Regions from separate parts of the Rattus norvegicus genome. Here all the other regions are linked to region 2. Evidence: chromatin contacts called from public Hi-C data. All regions are on one chromosome and are shown on one strand. Each heading gives the region's core, a stretch centred on a gene start, on an enhancer-like site or on the middle of the called end of the contact. The rest is flanking DNA. Distances are from core to core; before and after follow the strand shown. Region 1 holds the start of Inpp5f (inositol polyphosphate-5-phosphatase F). Region 2 holds the start of Tial1 (Tia1 cytotoxic granule-associated RNA binding protein-like 1). Region 3 holds the start of 9130023H24Rik (RIKEN cDNA 9130023H24 gene like).

The links. Hi-C and Micro-C count contacts between places; a contact is called where the count stands out from the background.
Region 1: a Hi-C map of Schwann cells shows a contact between it and region 2, with 1.8 times the contacts expected there. The contact joins the promoter of Inpp5f here to the promoter of Tial1 in region 2. A contact is called at or near these places in 1 of 12 Hi-C or Micro-C datasets (Schwann cells) and 1 of 1 datasets of contacts at active chromatin or transcription factors (oligodendrocytes).
Region 3: a Hi-C map of liver shows a contact between it and region 2, with 2.5 times the contacts expected there. The contact joins the promoter of 9130023H24Rik here to the promoter of Tial1 in region 2.

The regions. Positions count from the first base shown.
Region 1 is chr1:192,619,079-192,623,059 of GRCr8, forward strand. It overlaps Inpp5f (inositol polyphosphate-5-phosphatase F), which reads left to right and starts at 1,813. Exons shown (of 20, transcript NM_001107554.1): 1 at 1,813-2,199. The coding sequence starts at 2,103.
Region 2 is chr1:192,458,965-192,463,192 of GRCr8, forward strand. Tial1 (Tia1 cytotoxic granule-associated RNA binding protein-like 1) reads right to left here and starts at 2,866. Exons shown (of 12, transcript NM_001013193.1): 1 at 2,627-2,866. The coding sequence starts at 2,658.
Region 3 is chr1:192,248,206-192,252,754 of GRCr8, forward strand. 9130023H24Rik (RIKEN cDNA 9130023H24 gene like) reads right to left here and starts at 1,875. Exons shown (of 1, transcript XM_008759940.4): 1 at 1-1,875. The coding sequence starts at 1,875. The coding sequence ends at 862. Armc5 (armadillo repeat containing 5) reads left to right here and starts at 2,375. Exons shown (of 6, transcript NM_001009455.1): 1 at 2,375-3,044; 2 at 4,342-4,449; 3 at 4,538-4,549. The coding sequence starts at 2,582.

The DNA.
Region 1 (3,981 bases), core at 563-3,062, 160 kb after region 2:
TAGGGTTTTGCTGCTGGGAAGAGACACCGTGACCAAGGCAACTCTTATAAGGACAATGTTTAACTGGGACTGGCTTACAGGTTCAGAGGTTCAGTCCATTATCATCAAAGCAGGGGCATGGCAGCCACCAGCCAGGCATAGTGCAGGAGGAGCTTAGAGTTCTACATCTTCATCTGAAGGCAACTAGGACTAGGGTATTAAAGCCCATGCCCACCATGACACTCCAACAGGGCCACACATCTAAGAGTGTGACTTCCTGGGCCACGCATATACAAACCATCATCACATCACATTGTCTAAATCACAGTGCAGATTTGATAGAGAAATCACAACACTTAAGGTGGGCTGTCTGGAGCAGTCATCAGGCCCTGAGCTTATGGATAAAGATCCCAGGACACCTTGTTGTCATGAGACTTTTGATGGTCTGTGGAAATTCAACAATGAAATCAGTATGGGCTTAGCAATGATTAGTAATAAGAGCTCCTTCCTCTTTTTGGAGACCTCTCAGTTTTGTTTGAGCAAAAGGTTAAACTTATTATATCCTTTGTGGTATTTTAGGCTTCTTAAGATCAACAACGACGATGACAACAACCGTTTACTTTATATAAATGTACCTGTGCACCACATGCATACAGGAACAGAGGTTAGAAGAGGTGACCAATCACAGATGGTTGTGAGCTGCCTTGGAGGGGCTGGGAACTGAACCCAGGTCCTCTGCAAAAGTAGCAAAGTACTCTTGACCCACCTAGCCATCTCTCCAGTACTTAGGCCTCTTCTTCTCTTCTTAAAAAGATTGCTTTACAGACATTAAAGAAAGACAGGAAAGGAAGAAGAGTCACTAACATACAGAATTGGGAGCCTAAGAGTGTAATAAAGGTCATGAATTCAACCACTACAGACTAAAATTGTTCCAAGATCACACAGCAAGATAGACCCAAAGAGGGGTCTAGAGACTGGGAAATATGTTTATCTCCCAAATCTTTTCTGGTTCAGATTGCCACCTGGCCATGGTACTGTCTCTGAGTGACGTCACTTTTACTTAGCACTGACTTCCTGTAGGCTGGCTTCTCAGACTTTCCTGTACTTTCTCCTCATTAGCCCTGCTAACTCTAGTGTGTACTCTGTTGGTATGCATCTCCACTGATGTGCATTTACTAAATGATTGTTGGTGTCCAGCTTCTAGTAGGAAATGCCAAAACAGAGTGGCCTCTTTTCATTAGAGGGCCAACTTGGGATAGAACCCTGGAGCCAGCCCTGGCTGCACTTCTGAGCTTGATTTGGTCTTTGCTTAGACTGGGGGAAATGTACTCCGGAAGGAAGGAATGTCAGATGGATTTGGGGACTTGATCAGGCTTTCTAGAAGCTAATGGAAGGAAGGAACGACCGGCTTGCACACCAGGGAAAGATCCAGAAATGGCTGCACAAAGGGCGTCTAGCCAGTCTAACCAGACTTAGTCAGGCCCAGGGTCTGCCTGAGGTCGCAGCTGGTAAAAAGGCCGGAGAGTGGGAGAAGCAGAGGAGTGGAACCTATAAACAGAGAGGGAGGAGCTGTAAGAGGCTGGGTGAGAGTTGAAAGGGAGGCGGAGGCTTGAGACCGACTGGGAGAGGGCTGAGCCAGAAACTCGTAGGCGGGACCAGGGCGGGGCCTAGGAGGGCTTTCGGAGAACCACCGAGAGAGGCGGAGTCGGAGCCGGAGCCTGAACAAGGGCGGAGCCTAAGGGAGAGGGGAGGAACTATAGGAGGGAAAGTTGCATGGCGCGGGGAGGAACTTGGGAGGAACCTGGGGGGAGGCGGAGTCTAGGGGGAGCCAGGATGAACTATAGGAGGTGGAGACTCAGAGTAGGGGCGGAGCCTAGGTACAGGAGTTGTGGGGGGAGGGGGAAAGGCCTCCCGGGCCTGGGCTGTCCGACCGTGTTCTCGGCCGGCGGGTCAGGTCCCCTAGTGCTTCCCCGCCCTGTTCCTCCGTGGGGTGGTTCCTCGGAGTCTCCTCGAGGCACGGGCTCTGTGGTCGCGGTGGAGGAGGACGCCTGCATCGCTCCTGGGCGGGCCGCTGCGGTGCCTGGGTCGGGGGACCGCCGCCTCCCGGAGCGCGTGGGGCCGGCATGGAGCTCTTTCAGGCCAAGGACCACTACATCCTGCAGCAGGGCGAGCGTGCCCTGTGGTGCAGCCGGCGCGACGGCGGCCTGCAGCTCCGACCGGGTGAGGCGCGCTGCGCGGGCTGGGTGGGGCGCACTGGCCAGCTGGAGCGCGGGGGGCGCGGCCCGGCCTCTCCGGAGCTGGGATCCGGAGGCTGGGTGGGACGACTTGGGGATGTCAGCTCTGGTCCTGAGGGGAGCGGCCGCCGCCTTGGCGCGCACTCTTGTCTAAGTGAGGCGGGAAAGGCCGGTCACCCCCTTTTTAGTGCACCTCCAGTATGCGGTGCCTGGGGAGCGGGATCCCGCAGACCCCCACTTGCAGCGTCTTCGCACCGTCCAGTGTGTAAGTTCTGGGTTCCAATTCCATTAGTTCAGTGGAACCGCCTGCGGGACACTTCTTGCTGACATCCTTGGGTTGTTCCCAGTCCCTTATTAAAGAGTGACTTCAGGACGGTTACCTCACAGCAGTTGATCGAAAACTAGTGTCTGAATTGCCATTTTCGAGAAGGAATTGTGTTGGATGTCACTCACAGTTAGGAGAGGTCAAAGTCTCCAGCCACTAGTTTGCTTTAGGAAACTTTGTTTGCAGTTGGGTTCAACAGCAGCAGCAGCAGCAGCAGCAGCAGCAGCAGCAGCAGCAGCAGCAGCAGCAGCAGCAGCAGCAGCAGCAGCTCCGGTTCTCAGACTGCTGCGGCCAGTTATCACTCTGGGGAGTCTGGGTAGCTTCGACTTAGTTCACCAGTGCCTTTTCTTCATCAGTCAAAGATCTTTTTACTTTAGGAAAAGTGAACTGAGACTGGAACTCTTGGAAGAGCCACCGCATTGGATGTTATCCTGTGTTCCTTAAGTGACTAGTAGAATAACTTCAAGGGAACTTTTCAGGTCATCTTATTACTTCTTATGGGATGGTTTCCAAGGACAAGTCCTTTAGTGTCTTAGCAGGAGTAGGCTTGGGATCTTCTTTTTCAGGTGAGGAGAGAGGTGTAAGGTCCCAGAGAGTAGAGTTGGACCACTCATGTAGGAGAATGGTTTGGGGACAGTTTTCTTCGGCAGAGTCCACTGTGTCCTTACGGGGAGACTTGCTAAGTTACACTGCTAGAGCGATGAAGGAGAACTTGTTTTCTCCTCCAGAAATATGGCTCTGGTTGTATTTTCTTGCCGCTGTATTTTATTTCCTCTTTTCAGAATGGAGGCACTACCGTGTCTACAATAAGACTCAGCGACCTTGGGATAGATGATGTAGGTGGGCTAATTTTGGCTAGTTTTTTTTTTTTTTTTCCGTTTCCTTCTGTATCAGCATTTGACCACTTACCTAGACTGCCACCCTCGTGAGGTTTAAGGCAGGGAGAATTAGGCTGTAAAATTCCCACAAGCCAAATTCCTGGGGGCTGGAATACATAAATGGATGGAACTTGGAGTCCTTATCAACTCATCAGACAGGACTTTTCTGCAAGTCAGTTTCCTCAACCAGGGCCTTTTCTGGAACAAGCCATGAGGTTTGGGTTGCCTTTCGTTTGTCCAAAGTTCATATCAGAAAGCAAACTTAAGACCTTTCCCCATTATAAAAAGTTAGGTATAACTTCTCAGTTCAGTTTATGTTATGCACATATCCCATCATCCACATACATAGGAGGAGCCTAGAGGAAGGCAGAGGCCTTCACATTTCAGAATTAACAAGGCCATTGTGAGCCTTGAATGTTCAAGCTGAGTACATGAAGTCCCCTGTAGTTACTAGTTTAACCTATTCCATGTTTAAGATCCTAAGCACAGCTATCTTAGTAATAATATTTAATCGATCTGAATGCTCATTAGGTCTTTTTACCTATACAGAGTTATTCCAAATTCT
Region 2 (4,228 bases), core at 1,616-4,115:
AATTCTATATCACTTTTAAATACCATCAAATAAATTAGTAATACTGTAGATAATGAATATTTAAAAACCTACCTAGGCTATAAACACCATATTGTTTTCTGAAGATAACCATATGTCTTAGCTTGTGTGTGTCTGCAGGAAGAAAACCTTACTAGTAACACACAGGCATTTTAAAGTAAACAAATTAAGATAAGCTTAATTTAGAGTACATTATTTAAAAACAGTAGCCACTTGAGAAATCTAATCCATAGATCACAATGCAAAATATAGACCCTTCATAAACAAAACCATACTCTGGTAAACATTTACTTTGATGTCAAGATTTTACATACACACACATGTATATACATATATGTGTGTGTGTATCTGTACATATATACATACATACATATACATATATAGATATAGATACACACACATAAACAAACTTCAGGAAGTATGACAATACCTATAATTTAAATCAATTAGAACTTTTAAAAACAAGACAACACTAATTTAACCAAAGAACAATTGTAAAATATTTGAGTACCTCTTATATGCCAATGAATGAACTAAGTGTAGGAAGGGTTAAGTCCTAGGAAGCTGTACAGTTCTTATATTTAAAAACAAAACAAAAACACCTCAACCTCCCATGGAGAAAAGTGGGAAAAGGAAGATATATAAACACATACTGACACACAGGAACAATAGAGCTTAAGATGTTTATTCACTCATCTGTTTACATCACAGTTTTAGGTAACCAAACACAGACAACTGAAATGTGTTTCAGAAAAAAAGACAAGAGATCTGAGATGATAAATGTATGAAACATTAATTTAGCTCTGGTCTAGAGGAAATCTGACAGTGGATGTAAAGACCATCACAGGAAAAGAAGAAACAGAAAAAGCATACTATGTAACAGACAGAAACAGTCGACCTCTTCTAAGGAATAAATAGATGCCGTTAATGAGCCATGAGAATTTACCAATTACCCAGCGGCTATTATGACGCAATGGTGACATTTCAGGTATTTAGATACAATGTAACTGCCGCCCTCCTTGAACAGCTACTTCTAGGCCTTAAGTCCAGCTTCCCCAGATGCTTCCATCACAGTACTCACGGCTAAATACAAAATACCAAGCCTTGGCTTAAACAATCGCTGAAGAACAAATTTCAAATTTTGTCTCAATTATCTTTTTTCTGAGGAAGGCAGAAATGGAAAAATCACACACACACACACACACACACACACACACACACACACACACACACGCAAAGATTTTTTTCATTCAGGGGTATGGTACGTTTAGGATGTTTTCAAGTTCCCCAAACCAGATGTTAAGAGAAATAAAAATGTAAAGTATAAACAATGCTTAAAAAAAAGTATCAACGCTGAATAAAGATATGGACCTTCTTTAATAAACATATTCCTGCTACGAACGAAGCTCTGAGAAGCTTAGAGGTTCTCAACGTCTATCTACCGTCTTGCATTCCCCAAAAAGTACTTTCCCCATCAGCCGACCCAGCCAAGTGGACTCTGATCATCATATCAATCAATACTAGGCAGAGGGAGGCAAGAGAGACAAAGCAGCAAGCTGACTCTGTGTAGTTACTCCAGGCAGGAGTAGTAGGCCTGAAGAGGCTGGGAAAACCCAAGGTGCTCACTTTAAACAATGAATTGGAAATTACTCAGATGCAGGGGGGAAAAAAAAGACTGCCACACTATTTGGAAAGGAATACAGACGCTGAGTCATCACTCTGCATTGGGGAAAAGAAGGAAACGCCAATTAAGCGGTTGGAAGATGCGATTCATTCATTAGATTGGGCTTCAGGTGAAACCCGACAGCTAAACCGCGAAAAATAGCACTCAAAAGACACGCATCAAATAGCGGGAGCAGACATCCTTTTATCGAACTCTGATGGTCCGGACGCACAAACGGATTTAGGAAGCGGCATCACTAACTGAGTGAAAGGAGTTTAACTGGTTGTCAGTTTGGCGCAGTGAGCGCTCAAAGTAAACTTCGTTATCCAAGGGACAGAGGTGGTGCACGGCAGCAAAAGGCAATCACTTTGGCACTTCAAAAGCAGCAGGCGCTAGGCGGGTGTTTCTGACAGCGTGGGGCACGTGGGGCAGAAAGAGACAAGGGGTTCCTCTGGTTAAAGAGTGGTAGGCTGGGGAGAAGGACTCGGACCGACTGAGACTGAGGACGTGGACTGCTGAGGACGTGGACTGAGGCTGAGTGTTCACGCCAAAGGATGCAGCAGCAGTCCCACCCCCGCCAAGCCCTGCCCCCGTGGGGACCCATAGCTCCTGGCTCAGCCCGGAGCCCCCCAAAAACAGGGAGAATAGGAGCTCTCCCGTGCCTGACAGCCTCAGCCGTGCACAAGCCCAGCCAAGAGTGTGCAAAAAAGGGGTCGGGAGGAAAAGGTCGAGACAAGCCCTAGACCCTAGGAAGTGACTGTATTTGGGGGGGAAGGGAGGGTTTCCTTCTCTGGGAAGGGGGACAGATGAGGAATGCACTTCACAGCCGCGCCACCGCGAGGCCCGGCTCTCCGCTTCTAGTCCCGGTCTCCGGCTCTCCCTCCCTTAGCATCCCGCAGTGCCCGGGCCACTCGGTGCCTGGCACTCCGGGTCTCGGGTACTCACAGAGTCCGGGGCTGTCCGTCGTCTTCCATCATGGTGGGTGCGACGGAGTGATCCCGGGACAAGGGGGAGGGCAGGGCTGGGGAGGGGAGGGGGCGGGAAGGAAGGGGAGGGGGACTCCGGGCGCCGGCTGGGGACAGAGGAAAAGGTACTGAACCCGGCTCTTGGGCTCGCTCCCCCCAGCCCGCTCCGGACACTGCGCTCCAACCAGGAGGAGCAGGAGGAGGAGGAGGATGAACAAAATGGCCGCCACCACCAGCCAGGCAGGAAACGCGGCAGGGCGCAGGCGCAGCCCGCCAGGTCACTGCTCAGGCCAGCTGCGACGGCCTGTCCGGCAAAAGTGGCTGAAGAGACAGAAAGCCTGGCCAAAGAGTACACCCTACGACTGGACACAACGGACCACGTAGTCGCTGTGGTTCTGCTGGCCGGCGAAGCCCTAACCAGCTCCAAGACAGATCCAAAACAGAGAAAAGCCGCGAAATCAAGTCTCTGGGAATTGCGGTCCCGGGAAAGTGGGGGAAGCCCTTCTCCAGTGGCCTTCTGGGAACTGTAGTTCAAGGAAGACCCAGAGCTTGCCGGAGCGCGAAGGAGAGGTTTCTGGGTAGTGTAGTCGTACGTGAGGACGTGCCGCGACAAAGTAGTCGGCGTGCCGGGAGAGAGCGAGGAATAAAAGGCGGGTGGTCGAAATGAGAGAGGAGCTGTCCGGGAAGTAAACTACAAATCCCAGAGTGCCTCGCGCCGGGGCCCGCCCCAGGATCGCTCCTAGCATCTTAAGGCTTTTCTGTTGGTCCAGTGTGAGCTTCTGCTCCGCCTCCGTCCAGCCCCAGAGCGGTTTCTTCAACTGCGGATCAGGCGGTGTGCTGGCTCCGCGTGGTTCTCCAGCTAGTCGGCCTCGTCCGCCTCTGCCCTCAGAACTGCTGGTCCGTGTTCAACAACCGACGCCTCACGCGACGGGCAGGAGAGAAGCAACTCTGAACCCTGAGGGATGTGGCGGACATCGGGCTACACCGAAGCCAGCCTGGTCTTTGAGCACGTGTTCCGACCAGATAGGCCTTTCTAGACTATACCGCTTGTAACTTGCTTTACAAGTTCCACAAGGATCTCTACCCATTATCTCATCGAATTAGTGGGTAAAGCGGCAAAAGAGCAGCCCCTCATGCAAATGACTTGCGCCTCCACCGCTCTTTCAAATCCCTAGTTAAAACTAAAATATTCGCGTGGTGGCGCACAGTACTGCTGAGCAGGAGGATAATGGATTTAAGGCCAGCCTTGAAATAGATAAGATCTTATCAAAAACTAATAATCAGTGAAAACAGCAAAGAGGCTCAAGGACCAGATCTGGTGCTAAAACATAGCCTGGAGTTAGGTAGTGAGGGACATGGATTGCTAGTATTGAGTTGCTAAAGCAAGAGAGGAGACAGAAATCATGACAATCTACTGGAAGCTGAGCGGTAATGCTCACTGTTAATGACAGGAGGCAGAGACAGGCAGATCTCCGAGTTTGAGGCCAGCCTGGTCTACAGAGTGAGATCCAAGGGATGGAGTGTTAGACATAGGTATAAAACTACATTAGTCATAACCATAACTCTTCATTGGCCCATGCCT
Region 3 (4,549 bases), core at 625-3,124, 210 kb before region 2:
AAGAGCTCCTTAAATGGGATCCTATACCCAGAGTTTATGTAACAATCCCAAGGTCAAATTCTCTGGTCCTTTCGCTAGAACATATCCTTTTATCATCTCCTCTGGTCTGCCTCTGTAGTCCTCACACAGACTTTGCCGGGTGTGTAATCAGTTCTCTTCTTCCAGTAGTTGTTGGTTTGTTATGGTTAACCTATATCCAGCTGGGGCAGAGCTATGTGGTTTTGGGCATCTAAAAGCTTTCCTCTAGCTAATGGAGATTCGGACTGAAATCTCAGACAACAGGACTTGTGTGTGTGTGTGTGTGTGTGTGTGTGTAAACCTTGTTTCTCTGAAGGAAGACACAGCTCTAGTGCTGTTTGTCTAGCCTGTGGCTCCTCAACCCAGACCCATTAGTGAGCCCTATTATTTAATAATAGGACCTTAATGAAGTCACCTTAGGGATGCAGAAAAGGTCTGCTTTAAAAAACAAACAAAAAACCCGGTCCCTTTAGGTTTCTCAGGACTGAACCAAACCCAGAGACAAAGTCTGGACTAAAATTAAAGCCAGGGATAACTGAAGAAGCTCTCATCTTAGAATATCCATTGATGCTAGACAAAGTTAAGAGTTATGGGCAAAGGCCTTGCCATATTACAGGCAGATGGAGGTCTTCTTGCTAATGTGGGTCACCTGGTAGAAGAGCAAGTGGGAAATCTGACTGAAGCTCTTGGCAAACTTCCTGCAAATGTAAGGCTTTGCCTGTGTGCATATGCTGGTGGTGTCCACAAAATACTAGCTGTAATCAGGAAACTTCTAGGGTTTCTTGCCCATGTGTGAACATTGATGGAGCTGTGGTGTAAGATTTTTGCTACATTCTGGAAAGGTCATTTGCTCAAGTGGATGCGCTGGTGTTCAGTAAACATGGTGATCTCACTAAAGCCACGTCCACACTCAAGACACCTGAAGGGCGGTTCTCCATTATGAGTGCGCTGGTGCCGTAGGCAGTTTGAGCTGTTGGTGAAGTTCTTGCCACACTCACAGCAATTGTAGGGCTTCTCACCTGTGTGTGAGCGTTGGTGTTCCAGCAGATAGGAGCTGCGCCCAAAGCTGTCTCCACACCAAGCACAGAAGTAGGGTTTCTCACCTGTGTGACAGCGCTGGTGCTGTAAAAGGTTAGAGCTCAGGCTGAAACTCTTGCCACAGAGTCCACAGCGATAGGGTTTCTCCCCAGTGTGAGTACGCTGGTGCTGGATCAGGTTGGAGCTAACCCTGAAAGTCTTACCACACTCAGCACAAGCATAAGGCTTTTCCCCAGTGTGCACCCGCTGGTGTTTTGCTAGGTCTGCACTGCGACCAAAGGCCTCTCCACACTCCATGCACTTATGAGGACGGAGGCCTGAGTGAGAACGCCGGTGTTTAGTGAGATTAGAGCTGAGGCTGAAGCAACGGCCACACTCTGGGCAGGGGTATGGTTTTTCACCAGTGTGAACTCTGTAATGCTTAACAAGATCTGAGCCACGCCGGAAGCTTTTGTCACACTCTGGACAGCTGTAAGGTCGGTCACACCCATGGCTGCTTTGATGGTGAATGAGGTCAGAGAGGCTGGCTACAGCGAGCCCACAATTCCTGCACTTGAAAGCTTTGGGGACTGCAGGATCACTGGTTTTGGCAAAGGCTTCTTCCTGGGGGCCAGAGCCTGACCTACTTAAGTACTGCCCGTCCAGCAATTTTTCCTCGGGGGCTGGTTGCTCCGGCCGCGCCAGGAGGGGGCGCTCATGTAGCACAGCCTCGCGATCCAGGGGCGACCTGGGGGCTCCCGAGAATTTTGATGTCCGGTTCTCCAGCAGCTTTGCTCCATCTAAATTCTCCCTGGTCACTCCTGGCGCCGCAAATTCCATTGCGGCCGAAAGGCGCTCGGTTTTCTAAATGCCACCTGTCTAACTCATCAGCACAGTTGGGAGAATGGGGCACTGGAGGCTTGGAGGCCAGCACCGGAAACGGAAAGGTCCCCAAGCCCGAGAGACTCTAGGAAGCGGCAGCGAACTTTCCCGGTAGGTTTAACACTTTCATTCGCTTAGCGAGACCTTCCTGTCGGGAACCTAGCACTTTTGAAAGGCTTGGGGTTCTGCGAGTCGGTCAGTCTGGCTTTCAGGGCCCTTGATCGCCGCGCTTGAGGGTTGCCAAGAAAGTCTGAACGTCGCTGACAAGGACGTACCGGGAGCGAGGTAGCTAAGCCACGTTGGGGAGCAAGGGACAGCCCTAAGACTCCACAGTGGGGCGTCTGATTCTTGGAGCAACAGCTCACTCTTCGGCCTGGGAGGAGTTTCACACCCACCTCAAGCTGCACTAAGCTTGGCGCCGACTACATATCCCAGCATGCATTGCACGCGCCTCTTACTTTCACACAGATAAATACCATTCTCGCCATGTCTTCTGCGACTGTGCAAGTACCCGAGTTCCAGAATCTAGAACTTCAACTTCCGACTCGCAAGATAACTGCGGCGGCGCTATTCAGAGGAGCAGCCTGGCCACGCCCCCCTCTTCCAGTTCCGCTCTCTCAGAGTACCGGCGAGACGCGGGGCGGAGCCTTAGGCCCGGGCCAAGATGGCGGCTGCGAGACCGGCCCTTACGGACTCGCTCTCGTTTTGCCTCGCGCAACTCACGGCAGCGGCCGGGGAGGGGCCAGGTGGGGGAAAGGACCCAGCTACCAACGAGACAGCCCTGGGCCGCGTGCTCTTAGCTCTTCGCACGCGCCACATCAAGGCAGCAGAGGGAATTGAGCGCTTCCGGGCACGCGGCGGGCTCCGCCCCCTTGTCGCCCTGCTACGCCGAACGGCTGCTGCGGGCCCCGCCCCGTCCCAAGCAGCCTCTGGCTCCGCCCCTCCGTCGGTTGCGTCAGCTGGTTCTTCCCCTGGCCCCGCCCCCGCTGCTGAGTCGCCTTTGACTCTTTCGGCGCCAATGCGCCTGCGCAAGACGCTGGATTTGGCGCTCAGCATTCTAGCCAACTGCTGTACAGAAGGGGCGTGCCGGTCTGAAGTGCGTAGAATTGGAGGCATTCTCCCTTTGGGTAAGTGCTACGCCCCCATTTCTTAGAAAGGTTCCAACCCACAGGACTTGTGCTGTCCTTACTTTATGCCAGGCCTCTGAGTACATGCTTTGTGATGGTGCAGCGCCTCTCACCTCCTCAGGTGTAATGCTATGTGACGTCACCGCCCTTTCTATAAATTATACCTGGACTTGCCCAGACCAGAACTAGGTACTGGCTACTGCCTCACTTTTGAGCCAGCGGTTTATACTTTCTACTTTGGGTGCTTCTCGTGGACAGTGCTTACTGCTGTGTCTATCTCTGTGCAAAGCTTCACAGGGATGAGCCGGAGGCCAGAAAGTGTAGTTTTAAAAGTTCAAAAAATGGTCTTAGCAAATGGTGCTGCAGACATACCGAGCAAATCACTCAGCCCCTCCAAAGCTAGAATTCTTTGCATAATAACAATAGCTTCCCGGCAAGATTGAAGTTGAGTATAAAATGAAATTCAAATGTAGAATGCCCAGACTCCAAGCATAGGTAGGTACTTAAACACGCACAGTAAACCAATTCCAGCAAACGGTAAGCTTTTCTGTGTGCCAACTGATTTTGGCGCCTCCTCGTGGTAATGGTGGGAACAAAGTTGGGTCATTGCCTGTCTTCTGACAGTATTTCAGTTTTGACAAAAATCTTAATCTTTGAAGTGAAGCATTTTTATGTTTAAACTTGCATAGAATGCAAGTAATGTATTTGACAATAGGCTTGACAGAATGCCAAGTTCTCTCTAACCCACTGTGCTGGGTAGTGTTACCTTTTGATTGGCAGGGATGAAAGTTGACTTGGTTCAAGCCAAGTTACCTGAACCACATGACAGCTTCAGCGGTTCTGCCATATTCCTTTCTCTAGTAACGCCCTACCACTGCAGCTGCCGGAGTGTATCATGACATTCCCCTAAAACCCTTTTGTGGCTTCTGTTACCTTCACATTTATATTTTGACTCCTTGGACAGGCATTTGAGGGGCTTTGTGAAATCTTAGAACAGACACTATTCCCCGGGGGCATTTGGAAAAGCTGCTTCACGCCTGAGATACTCTAGCCTTTCTACTTACCATCCCTCTGGCAAGTATCCATCCAGTCTTTCCTCTAGCTCCTGCTCACCTTTTAGCATCTTCTGAAGACCTTCCCTAACCCTCCTCTCTCTGCATTGCTGGGGATTGGCTCAGGGTGTGGTACAAGCTAGACAAGCACTCTGCCTCTGACCTATATCCCCAGACATTTACCACATTCTTGCTTTGGTTGATTCGAGACAAAGAGTCCTCAAGAAGACAAACTGTTCTTTCAGTGACCATTCTTCAGTGTGTGAGGATAGACAGCATCCAGAACCGAACAGCCCGTGCTCTGGGGAACTTAGCCATGGAGCCTGAGAGCTGCGGGGACATCCACTCTGCTGGTGAGAGGCTGAGAGTGACGTAGGCCGAGATTCACTGTAGGATATGGAGGTCTACCCTTGCTTATGTATCTTCCTCTTCCTTTTTTAGGGGCTGTTCCCT